2 separate regions of the Mus musculus genome follow, and region 2 is linked to region 1. Evidence: chromatin contacts called from public promoter capture Hi-C data. All regions are on one chromosome and are shown on one strand. The core of a region is the stretch at or near the end of the contact, and the rest is flanking DNA. Distances in the headings are between cores, read along the strand shown.

The links. Promoter capture Hi-C pulls out the DNA fragments that hold promoters and counts their contacts.
Region 2: a promoter capture Hi-C map of hippocampal neurons shows a contact between it and region 1, with 5 times the contacts expected there. The contact joins the enhancer-like site here to the promoter of Tspo in region 1. A contact is called at or near these places in 9 of 39 promoter capture datasets (the 3T3-L1 cell line, 3T3-L1-derived adipocytes, embryonic stem cells and 4 more) and 2 of 115 datasets of contacts at active chromatin or transcription factors (embryonic forebrain and pancreatic cancer cells).

Annotation. Positions count from the first base shown.
Region 1 is chr15:83,560,873-83,566,316 of GRCm38.p6, reverse strand. Tspo (translocator protein) reads right to left here and starts at 2,744. Exons shown (of 4, transcript NM_009775.4): 1 at 2,673-2,744.
Region 2 is chr15:84,652,029-84,657,472 of GRCm38.p6, reverse strand. No RefSeq gene overlaps it. Among named protein-coding and RNA genes, the nearest start is that of Prr5, 26 kb to the left of the region's middle. Within about 2 kb of position 3,087, at least 223 of the 459 cell types and tissues checked have an H3K27ac peak or open chromatin away from gene starts, as enhancers often do. A contact at or near this core is called in 3T3-L1-derived adipocytes, embryonic forebrain, embryonic stem cells and 3 more, where this site is marked.

The DNA.
Region 1 (5,444 bases), core at 1,495-3,994:
CGTGTGCATTTCCCACAAAGAAACCAATGCCTACTGGGCACTTGTTTCTTGTGCCAACCCAGCCCTGCCCTTCCTCATGACCAGCAAGTCCCTTAGGTCCCTCAGAAGCTGCCTTTCCTGAACACTCCCTAGCGGGTCAGAGCCTGTGTGTGGCTGGCTTCCTTCCTGGGAACCCTCCCTGCCTTAGAGGTTTGCCAGCCTTACGCCCCACAGTAGTACCTCTTCCCTCTTGCCATGGCTTTGAAGGAGAAAGTGCTCTCATGACAGCTATGCGCCAGGGGTGGGAGCAAGGGGGGCATTCTCTGTGTCTGGGAAGTTCTTAAACAGGACCAACCAATGTTTCAGAGTCCATCAAGTCTCCCATTATAGTGTGGTGGCTGTCCCAAAGACATACCATAAGGACAGGATCTAGGGACAGGACACTGGACCCCAGGTTTCTACTCCCACCCTCTAGCCGCCCTGGAAGGCAAGACTATCTTTATGCTCTGCTTCACTAAGGGGATCAAAGGGAGGGCCCCCTATTTCCATCCAAAGTCACAAAACAGGACAGTCACCACCCCACTTGAAACTGAAGGAGAAAGTTGGGCCAGGGACCTTCCAGGGACTTCTTGGAGACTGCCCAGTTCCTGAGTCACCCACACAGAGGGGTGGTAGACAGGCAGGGGTGGGGCCCATAAAGCTGAGTCACCCCTCGGCTAGACTGAGCTGGGCAGGAGATCAGCTCAGGGTGGAATCCCAGGATAGTATAGAGTGCAGGACGGAGATACTCAGAGGGGCAAAGCCACCCACTCACCCTTTATTTCGGTCTCTTCTAGAAGACATGTAACATCCTAAGCTTCACCCTGTCACCAGCTTGCTCAGGGTCCTTGGGGTGTTCCAGGAAGGAAGGACAGAACACCAAGACCTCCCTGGAAAACTCCACCCAGGGTTGTGACTATCAGTTCAGGGACCACTCAGCTGCTTCCTCTAGGGGAGGAGGAGATGGCTACCTTTTCATTTCCAGAGAGCATCTTGGACAGAAGAATAAGGACTAGACAGAGGAGAGTATGGTAGTAGGCCTTCTCGATGGTCACCACCCCAGGGCCTCAGTAAAGGAGCCAAGCCTTACTCAAAGGCACTCACTCACTCAGTCAAACCTTCATGTACTCCCCACAGCAGCCACAGGGCAGGGGTCAGCCACCTCTCTTTGATCCACAGTCCCCAGAAAGGGTTTATTGCTAGTGTCACCTTCCAGGTAAAGAAACTGATATGGGGCTGGAGAGATGGCTCAGGGGTTAAGAGCACTGACTGCTCTTCCAGATGTCCTGAGTTCAAATCCCAGCAACCATACAGTGGCTCACAACCATCTGTAATGAGATCGGATGCCCTCTTCTGGTGTTTGAAGACAGCTACAGTGTACTTACATATAATAAATAAATAAATCTTTAAAAAAAAAAGAAGGAAAGAAAGGAAAGAAAGAAAGAAAGAAAGAAAGAAACTGATGGGGAAACTGTAGAACATTCCAGGTTGGTATCTCTACATCCACAATGACACTCGGCCACTCTCGGTCACCTTCCCTTGGGATACAATGCCCTGGGCAAGGATCAGGTCCACAGGCTGTCTCTCTTCTCAGTGTCTGATGGACACAGGCCAACAGCATCGCCCTCTCCATACTTAGCACCATCACTCCATAGAGCTTCGGGCCCCACCTCTTAGTAGGACAGCCAGAAAGGATGCCTGAGCCCTCCTTCTCCTAGGCTGCTATCTGTGAAGCTAGGTCAGAGCCAATGGGCCTGGGGTACCTGTTGCCCTGGGGCTTCCCTAGAGACTATGACCCAGAAACAGAAGGGAGCCGGCCACGCCCTCTTCCGTCCACTGCGTGAAGCTCCTCCCATCCTTGAGCTTTCCTTCCAGCAAAGCCGTTTCTGTCCCGAGGAATTTTAGGACTTTTTGTTTTTAACGAACTTGCAAATCCTCCTTATACCTTTTGCCAGCTTTTCTCATTCTGAAAGTAATCATCGCGCCAGCAACAGGTCAGTTAGGACCGGCAGGAACTGGTCACCATGAGGTCTGGGGTGTGGGGAAATGGCGTGGCGGAGTGGCAACTTTATCAAACAAAACTGGCTTTCAAGGCGCCGCTTGCACAACCCCCTAACAAGGGGAACACAAACAGAAGCCGAAAACTCCGATCAGAGAAAAGCTTAAAAAGCAAGCCTGCTGTCTGTCGGCCTCACCCCTCAGGTACCTACCACTATCAAGAGTTTCTAGACGCTGGCGGGTCTCAGCCCTGAGACGGCCAGGCACACACACGCAGTACCCAAGTTCACAAATCACTACGCAGGAGAAGCGTCCACACCACACATGCAGGCTTTGATCTCAAAGCAGGCTTAGGCAGCTGCCGCTCAAATCCTGGCTCCTGGGCTTTGCATAGTCTCGGTTTCCCACGGATCCCAGAACTCCTCTGCAGGGGAAGCAGGATTCCCAGCAGCCAGAGGCTATCTCCTCTTCCCGCCCAGCTGCCTCCAGCTGCAGCAGCCAACTCCTGCCTCACCGAGGTAGGCACAGGACATTGGCCGCTGTCCCCAAAGGCCAAACACCCTCAGCCTCAGCAGCACATCCTCGGGAGGAGTCCCTCCCGCTTGGACCTGGCCTCAGTTTCCCTTTTGGCTCCCCGCCGTCAGGGTCTCACGTACCCACAGCCCCGCTCACGCAGTCGCTGGTTGTTCCGTGAAGGACACTGCGCACAGAGGTTGGTAGCCGCTGACCCCGCCTCGCCCCGCCCCGCCCTGCGCCGCACCCGGAGGCACCCTGCCTTCCCAGGCCCGCCCTCAACCAGGCACCCCTCTTTTTTTCTCTCCTCATCGTGGGCCTGGACACAGAGGGGAGAGATGCATCGCAGACAGGCAGACAACGAATGCCACAGAGGTGGCACATGTTTGTATTTCACACCGAGACAGGAGGATGACAGTGAGCTCGCAGTCAGTCTGAGCTGCGTATTATATTCCCCCCCCCCCCCCCACTGTGCCTGGCTGAATTCTACCTATCATCTTATCCGTATTTTGTGTTTTTTGTTTGTTTGTTTATTTGTTTGTTTGTTTTAATGAGGGACTTGGGATATAGTTCCATTGTGGAGTACTTTCTGTGCACGCAAAGGCCCCTGAGTTTCAATCCCCAGCACTGCCCAAAATAAAGGAAAACAAAACTAACCGCTTTCTGCCTCTTGTGTTAGTAAGGCCCTAGGCGCTATGCCTGGCCACACCCACTTGCTGGCAGCCCTCAACCTCTTCCTGTGAGTCAATTAGAGTAGGCTGGCTGGGCAAGGAGCCCCACCAATCTGCCTGTTTCAACCTCCTGGGCCCTGGGATTATAACTGTGTACTACTATACCCAGGGTTTTAACACAGGTTCTGGAAATGAAACTCAGATCCTGGTGTCTGCAAGGTAAAGGTGAGCATGCGACCCACTAAGGTATCGTCCCAGTCCCGGGCTTCCTGTTCTTAACCAGCAGCACAGCAGCCGAAGGCGGTCTGATTGAGACATCTCTCAGCACACCTCTGCAGCCTTGCCAATCCCTGCGGCAACGGCTCTACATGCCTTGTACGTGCCTACAGCTTTTCAGTCTCTCTGCGCCCCTCTGGCGTACCCTTGTCTGCCTCCTGGATAGGTTTCACGTCCTATTGTGTATTTGCAAAGGATTGACTGTCACCGGGAAGGGGGAGAGGGAGCTGGGGGAGGGGATCTATGGTGGAAATTTAGTCCCCGTTGTGAAGAATCAAGAGGTGAAACCAAGTGGGACCAGGTGGACCTTGAGGTGACTATGTCCCAAGGATTCACGGTGTGGCCCCTATCCATTCACGATTCATTCAGGAATAGATCCATCGGTTATCCTGAGTGTAGGTCTGGTATCAAAGCCAGCCAGTGCAGGTTCTCGGATAGGGCCCCTCTTGTCAGATGAAGCCCTACATCCCTTGGATTCTGTAGAGAGTCTCCACCAGCAAGGAGGCTCTTGTGAGATGCAGCTTCTGACCTTGAACTTTACAACCCTGAGGACGGTAACTTGTACTCTATATAAATGGCCCAGTATGTCATTCAGTGATAGAAACAGAAAACTAACTGAAGCATCTTCCCTCTCAGTGGCTCATTTTGTCTAGGTTGGCTAGTCCTCCTAGAGCTCTTGCCAGAGTCCCTCTGTCCTTCAGATCCTTGGAAGTGGGTTGTGGTCCAGCGGCCTCATGCTGTGTGTTATGACATCAGTATGCAACTGTATACATCTCTGGCGCACTCGACTGTTGTTGCTACTACCTTCTTGCTACAGCCTGTGGATGTAAATTTGGGCTGCAAAGATTTGAAATTTTACAAGCACAGCCTCCTATGTGAGTTTAAACTTAGTCCACTGAGCCAGCAATCAAAGGACCTGACCTTTTTATTTTTTGTTTTACACGTGTGGGTATCTTACCACATATATGTATGCGTACCATGTCTGTGCCTGGTGCCCACAGAGGTCAGAAGAGGGCCTTGGACATCCTAGAACTAAAGTTAAGAGATGGTTGTGAGAGCTGGGCGTGGTGGCGCACACCTTTAATCCCAGCACTTGGGAGGCAGAGGTAGGTGAATTTCTGAGTTCGACATCACCCTGGTCTACAGAGTGAGTTCCAGGACAGCCAGGGCTACACAGAGAAACCCTGTCTCAAAACAAACAAACAAACAAACAAACAAACAAACAAACAAACAGATGGTTGTAAGAATTGAACCCAGCTCCTCTGGAAGAGCAGCTAGTACTCCTAACTGCTGAGCCATTTCTCCAGCTCCCATTTTTGTTTAATCTTTATTTTTGGAGTCTCCTGTATAATCCAGGCTGGCTTTGAACCCATGATCCTGACTTCTCAAGTGCTGGGGATACAGACATGCACCATCATGCCTGGCTTCCACAGCCCTGACAGTGTGGAAGGCCTCATTGTTACTTTTCAGACCTGAATTTTTTTTTTTTTTTAACAGTTTCTCGTCTTTCGTTTCCTCACTTCTCTTTCTGGAATGCCTGTCACTCAAGGCCCTGGACTTCCCGTGTTGCTCTTCTCGCTCTCTGTTCTTGCTTAGTTCTTCTGTTTCCCTTCTTTAGTCCTCCCCCTCCCCCCAGTGGTTTCTTCTGGACTCCACTGAGGGTTTCAATTCTGCCCAGCCGTTTGCTGTCAATCACTGCCCATTTTTATCTCAGAACCCCACTGTCCTACCTCCTGAAGAGATCAGTGATATTCTTTTAATTACCTTTTTGTAACATTCATTTATTTTGTACATGAGGTCAGTGGAGAGCTTGCCAGATGTGGTTTTCTCCTCCCATCATGTAGGTTCCAAGGACCAAATTCAGGGTTTCTGGCTTAGTAGCAAGCACCCTTACCCACAGAGCCGTCTTACTGGCCCTAAAGTTAATATTTAAAAACTGTTGTTTTCTTCTTTCCTCAGCTTCCAAAA
Region 2 (5,444 bases), core at 1,838-4,337, 1.1 Mb before region 1:
ATTATCCCTCACATGAGCGATCCACACTTGCATATCTCACCTGTGCCCATATTGGTGAGAGGAGCAAAGGACCCGTGGGATCCCAGGGTTTAGCTAGATCTGAGACTCTACCTTCTGCTTCCAGGCCAGAGAAGTCTCTGGCTGTGTCTCTCTGAAACTTCTGGGTTCTCCCTTGGGCTCTGAAGGTAAAACAGCATTCTCTGAATAAGACAACCACCGTTTCCATAAGAACAGCTGTGTCTGCTTGCAAAAGGTCATCACAGATGGGCTTGTTGACCATTGCCGTTCTAAAAAGATAGGACAGGGATGGATGCTAGACCCTTCAGCTAAATATCCAGCTTCTTGTATGCGATTCTACCCTAACTGCAGGTGGCCTTGGGATCTCAGGAAGGGTCTAGAGTATACAGGCTGTGGAAGAATGGGGCACTCTGGTCTCTTGTTAATTGCAGCTGATTTTTTCAACCTCAGCTAACCAGAAAAACTCTCTCTCTCCTTTTTGAAGATTTATCTATTTTCATTTTTACATGTATGGGTGTTTTGCCTGCATATATGTCTGTGTGCCACATGCATGCAGTACTGCCAGAGGCCAGAAGAGGGTTCTGGAGTCCCTAGAACCAATCGTTGTTAGGCATCATGTAGGTGCTGAGAATTGAACCTGGGTCTTCTGGAAGAGTAGCCGTGATTTTAACCACGGAGTTATCATTCTAGTCCAAAACAACAGATGCTTAAGTTAAATATATCATATGAACAGCCCCAATAGAATCTTTGAGGGACTCTCAACCTTCCCTGGAATACTTGGCAGTCAGGCCTCTGCCGTCTTACATTGCTTTCAGCATTCCTACCTTGCAAGGTCCAGGTAAGCTCTGAGCCCTGAATGACTTTTCTAACTTGTAGTTCCAAACAAACACAGGGTTATCCCCAGAACGACATAGTGAGGTCTGTCACAGCGGTACCCCATGACTCCGGAGCCAGTTTCTGTCCTAGTTAGTTTCCTGTTGATGGGATAAACACCATGACCTATAGAGCAACTTGGGGAGGAAAGAGTGTATTTCAGCTTACACCTGTGGTCCACCATGAAGGTAAGTTGGTCAGGAACCTGGAGGCAGGAATGGCAGCAGGGCCATGGAGGGCTGCTGCTTACTAGCTTGCTCCCCATGGCTTGTTCAGCCTGCTCTTTATACAACCGGGGGTGGGGGGTGGGGCACCTGCCTGAGGTGGCAGCACTTACAGAGGTCTGGCCCCTCCCACCTCAATCATCTATCAAGAAAATGTCCAACAGACTTGTCTCCAGGCCAGATTTGATGGAGGCATTTTCTTAATTGTGTCTCCCTCATGCAGAATAACTCTAGGGTATGTCAAGTTGACAAACAAAACCCCAAACCCCATGCAAGGGGAAAATGTTCCCTCCTCACAGACACAGAGTGGCTATCATCCATGTTGAGTGTAGACTGCTCAGTGGGGATGGGCTGGGGTCCCCTGTGCTTCATACACCCATGAATTGTCATTGGGAGCTTGTGAGGAGGGAGAGATAGATATTATTCATATATTTCCTCCAGTGAGGAATTTTGAGCAACATGGCTCCATCTTGGGGTGCAGCTGAAGGAACTGCACCCAGATGAGCTCATACCAGGAAGCTTTTCCCTTCTAACACAAGCCAAATGTCATATTTCGAGCAACTCCTCAGAGGCCCAGGACTTCTGAAGGCTTCCACATTGCCCCCCGCACCCCCACGTCTACCCTTGAGCTTGTGACAATCTGTCAGGATAAAAACTATTCCGAACAGACTCATGAGCCCCTCCCCTTGGCTGTCAGACTATGGAGATAATGCACCCCACGATTCTGGGATATTGATATTCCCAGGGGTTTCACACTGGGAAAAGAACAAAGCTGACTCCTAGAGCTGACCCAAGGAGGAGCTTGCATCCTAGGAAGAGATTCTGCACGGTCCTCATAGTTTATCAGACCACCTTGCAGAAGAGACTAGACGCAGACAATGATGGTAGGCGGGGCCCCGCTTGGACCAGGACTGCCTGGCTATGCACACTTCTTCCCCTTTATGTCAGCCTAAATATCTTGTTAGGACACAGAAGATGGCCTTGAGTAGGAAGCAGTCCCTGGGCCTCTGCGTTCACCTTCCCAACATGGCTATGTTGAATAAACTTCCTATTTTCTCCTCTCTGCGTGTTGCTTGTCTTTAATTGGCTTGTCGAGGACAGTTTGCTGAGCTTGGCTTGTTGGGGGGGCTGCCAGGGCCCAGACCTTAACTTGAGTAACAAGCCCACAGGGAAGCCTTGCAGCTGGGAAGCTGGGGTTGGAATGCAGAAGGACTCCCAGTTGCTCGGAAGAGCTTGAAGGGCAGGGCTGAAGAGCAGGGTGAGCGAGGCCTAAACGCTAATTCTGCCAGTTGCTATGATCAAGGTTGTGATGTTGGAAGCCCATGCGGTGGTTCTCAACCTTCCTAGCGCCGTGGCCTTTCTATTTCGTTCTTCACATTGTGGTCATCCCCAACCTTAAGATTGCTTTGTTGATGCTTAACTTAAATTTTCATAACTGTAATGTTGCTACTGCTATGAACCGTAATGGAATATATCTGCTATGCAGGATATCTGCAATGCGACTTCCCCTCCCCCCATAGCCTGGGAACTGCTACCATAGGGGTTGGGTTGCTTCTGTCCGCTAGGGAGAGCTGAGGGAAAGTCTCCCTCAACAGCAGGCTCACAGATTTACAGTTCCTGGGAAAGTGTCATCCTGCAGTCCTCAGCTGCCCTGCCAGTGAGTGTCCACCCTGGGTCCCCACAGAAGAGCCTGAGAGGATGAGGAGATCAGGACCCTGGTTCCAGGATGGGCACCTTTCCTTCATCCCCATGGGAACAGCTCTGGCCGGCAACTCTTCCTCCCCCACCCCAAGACATAGAACTTGATGATAAAGAGTCTAAGCTCCCTCCTCCATGCACACTCAGAAAGCCCGGCAGGCAGCTGCCCCATCCCCCGCCCCGCCCCGCCTCCCCCCACTCATCCACATCCTGTGTCCCAGGGTGGGATTAGTGACGAAGGCTGTGGTCTGGCATCCTGCCAGCAATCTGTCCTTCCGCGGCTGCTCTCAGGTTTCCATGTAGAGTCAGCACAGGCGCAGTTGGCCTGAGATGGCTGGCTTCTTGGAGAGCCTGCAGCCAGCCTGCCGTCAGCATCCCAGACCTTTCAACGGGTCCGTTCGGTGCTTTATCCACAGAGCCAGGGCTCTGTAGAACGCTTCTAGGTTTCCTACGCGAGCAACATACAGGCTGTTTAGCGCTTCCGGATCAAGGGGGGAATGGGGAGAGCCGAGATCCATGTCTTATGCCGGGCTGCTGGAGAAAGCTTCCGATTTACTGTGACGTTAGTCTATACGTTCTTGGAATTTCTTTACCGGTTGGTGGGGTATCCCTTTTTTTTTTTTAATTTGTTTGAGGATTATTCGTTTTTGCATCTATTGAAGACATTTGTCCTTAAAATTTTTTTTTTTTTTTTTAATTCTGGGGCTGGGGCTGTAGCTCCGTTGGTAGAATACTCGTCTAGCACACACAAAGCCCCAAGTTCCACCCACAGCATGGCATAAAACCAGGTAGGGTCCCAGCACCGACCAGGAGTTCAAAGTCCTTCTTGGTTATAGAGCAGAGTCAAAGCTATCTTGGGTTGCTTGAGATCCTCACAAAGTTATAGATTCTGTGTGATGGCTTAGATGGTTATATATCCATAACCCTAGAATTCTTTCTTTCCTTTTTCAAGACAGGGGTTTTCTATGTAGCCCTGACTGTCCTGGAACTCACTCTGTAGACCAGGCTAGCCTTGAACTCTATCTGCCTGTCCAGGACAGCCAAGGTTACAAGAGAAACCCTGTCTTGGAAAAACCAGAGGGCGGGGGTACTCTATTTTGATTTCTTGGGATAGGGTCACATGTAGTTCAGGTTGACTTTGATTTCCAGATAGCACCCCCACACCCCGCCTCTTCTTTATCTATTTTATTGCAGAGCCTATAATGCCTACTTGATGGTCAGGGTTTAGCTGAGCCAAGTTGAGCCAGATAAAGACTTTCATTAGCCTGGGCTCTCCTCTGAGCGGAGCCTCATGTCCTCAGTCAGCCCTCCCCAGCCCTGGCACAGAAGGGCTGAGCTGGCTGTGTGGCTGAGGAGGTCGCTACACTGGATTCTTCACCTTTCGACTGAGCGGATTCCTGGAATCTAAGAGCATGAAAACTCATAACCCTGCGGGACTCCCAGCTCTGTTTCTGAATTCTAGGCCCCATCTTACCCTCTGCCACTGCACTGCTTAAAACCCGGGGATGGGGAAGGAGATGCCCCACAAGGGAACCCCCAGACCTCCGTCTACCTGACAGCCTGTGTGTCTTCACACCCGGTTAGCTCTTCATCCAAAGCCTTCGTTTTGTCTCCTACATGGGATGAGCCTTGCTCAGATCTGGAGTTTCTGGGCTTTGCTTGATTTTCTTTGGACCTCCATCCTTGTACCCTTTCTTACACTGGCCTTTCTTAGTGGCCCCAGAGAAATGTGGCATTTAAAGTTTGTTTGTTTGTTTGTTTGTTTTTTGAGACAGGATTTTACTAGGGTAAGCTTGACTGACCTAGAACTCATTAGATAGATCAGGCTGGCCACAAACACATAGGGATCTGTCTGTTTCTTTTCTTTTTTTTTAGATTTATTTTATTTATATGAGCACTTTGTAGCTGTCTCTAGACACACCAGAAGAGGGCATCGGATCCCATTACAGATGGTTGTGAGCCACCATATGGTTGCTGGGAATTGAACTCAGGACCTCTAGAAGAACAGTCAGTGAGCTATCTCTCCAGCCCAATTTGTCTGTTTCTATCTCCTAAGTTCTGGGTTTGAAGATGTATACCCCCATGCCCTGCCATTTTCATATGTATGTGTGTGTGTTTGTGTGTGTGTTTATATATTTACATATATGTGTGTATATGTATATATAAAATTTTGTGTGTATGAGTATTTTGCCTGCATGTATGTCTGTGTACCACTTGTGTGCCTGGTGCCTGTGGAGGTCAGAAGAGGGTATCAGATCTCTGGAACTGGAGTTAGAGAGAGTTGTAAGCTGTTACATGAGTGCTAGGACCTAAATCCCAGTCCTCTGCAAGAACAGTCAGTGCTCTTAAACATAGACCCACCTCTCCAGTGCCTCTAACTCCTTTTGAGAAGAGTCTTATGTATCCAAGGCTAGTCTGGAACTCCTTAGGGAGCCAAGGATGGTCTTGAACTCCTGATCCTCTTACCTCCAGCTTCCCAAGGCCTAAGACTACAAGTGTGTACCCCACATTTGGTTTATGCCCTGCTTGGGGATTGAACTAACTCTCTCTCTCTCTCTCTCTCCCTCTCTTTGGTTTTTCGAGACAGGGTTTCTCTGTGTAGCCCTGGCTGTCCTGGAACTCACTCTGTAG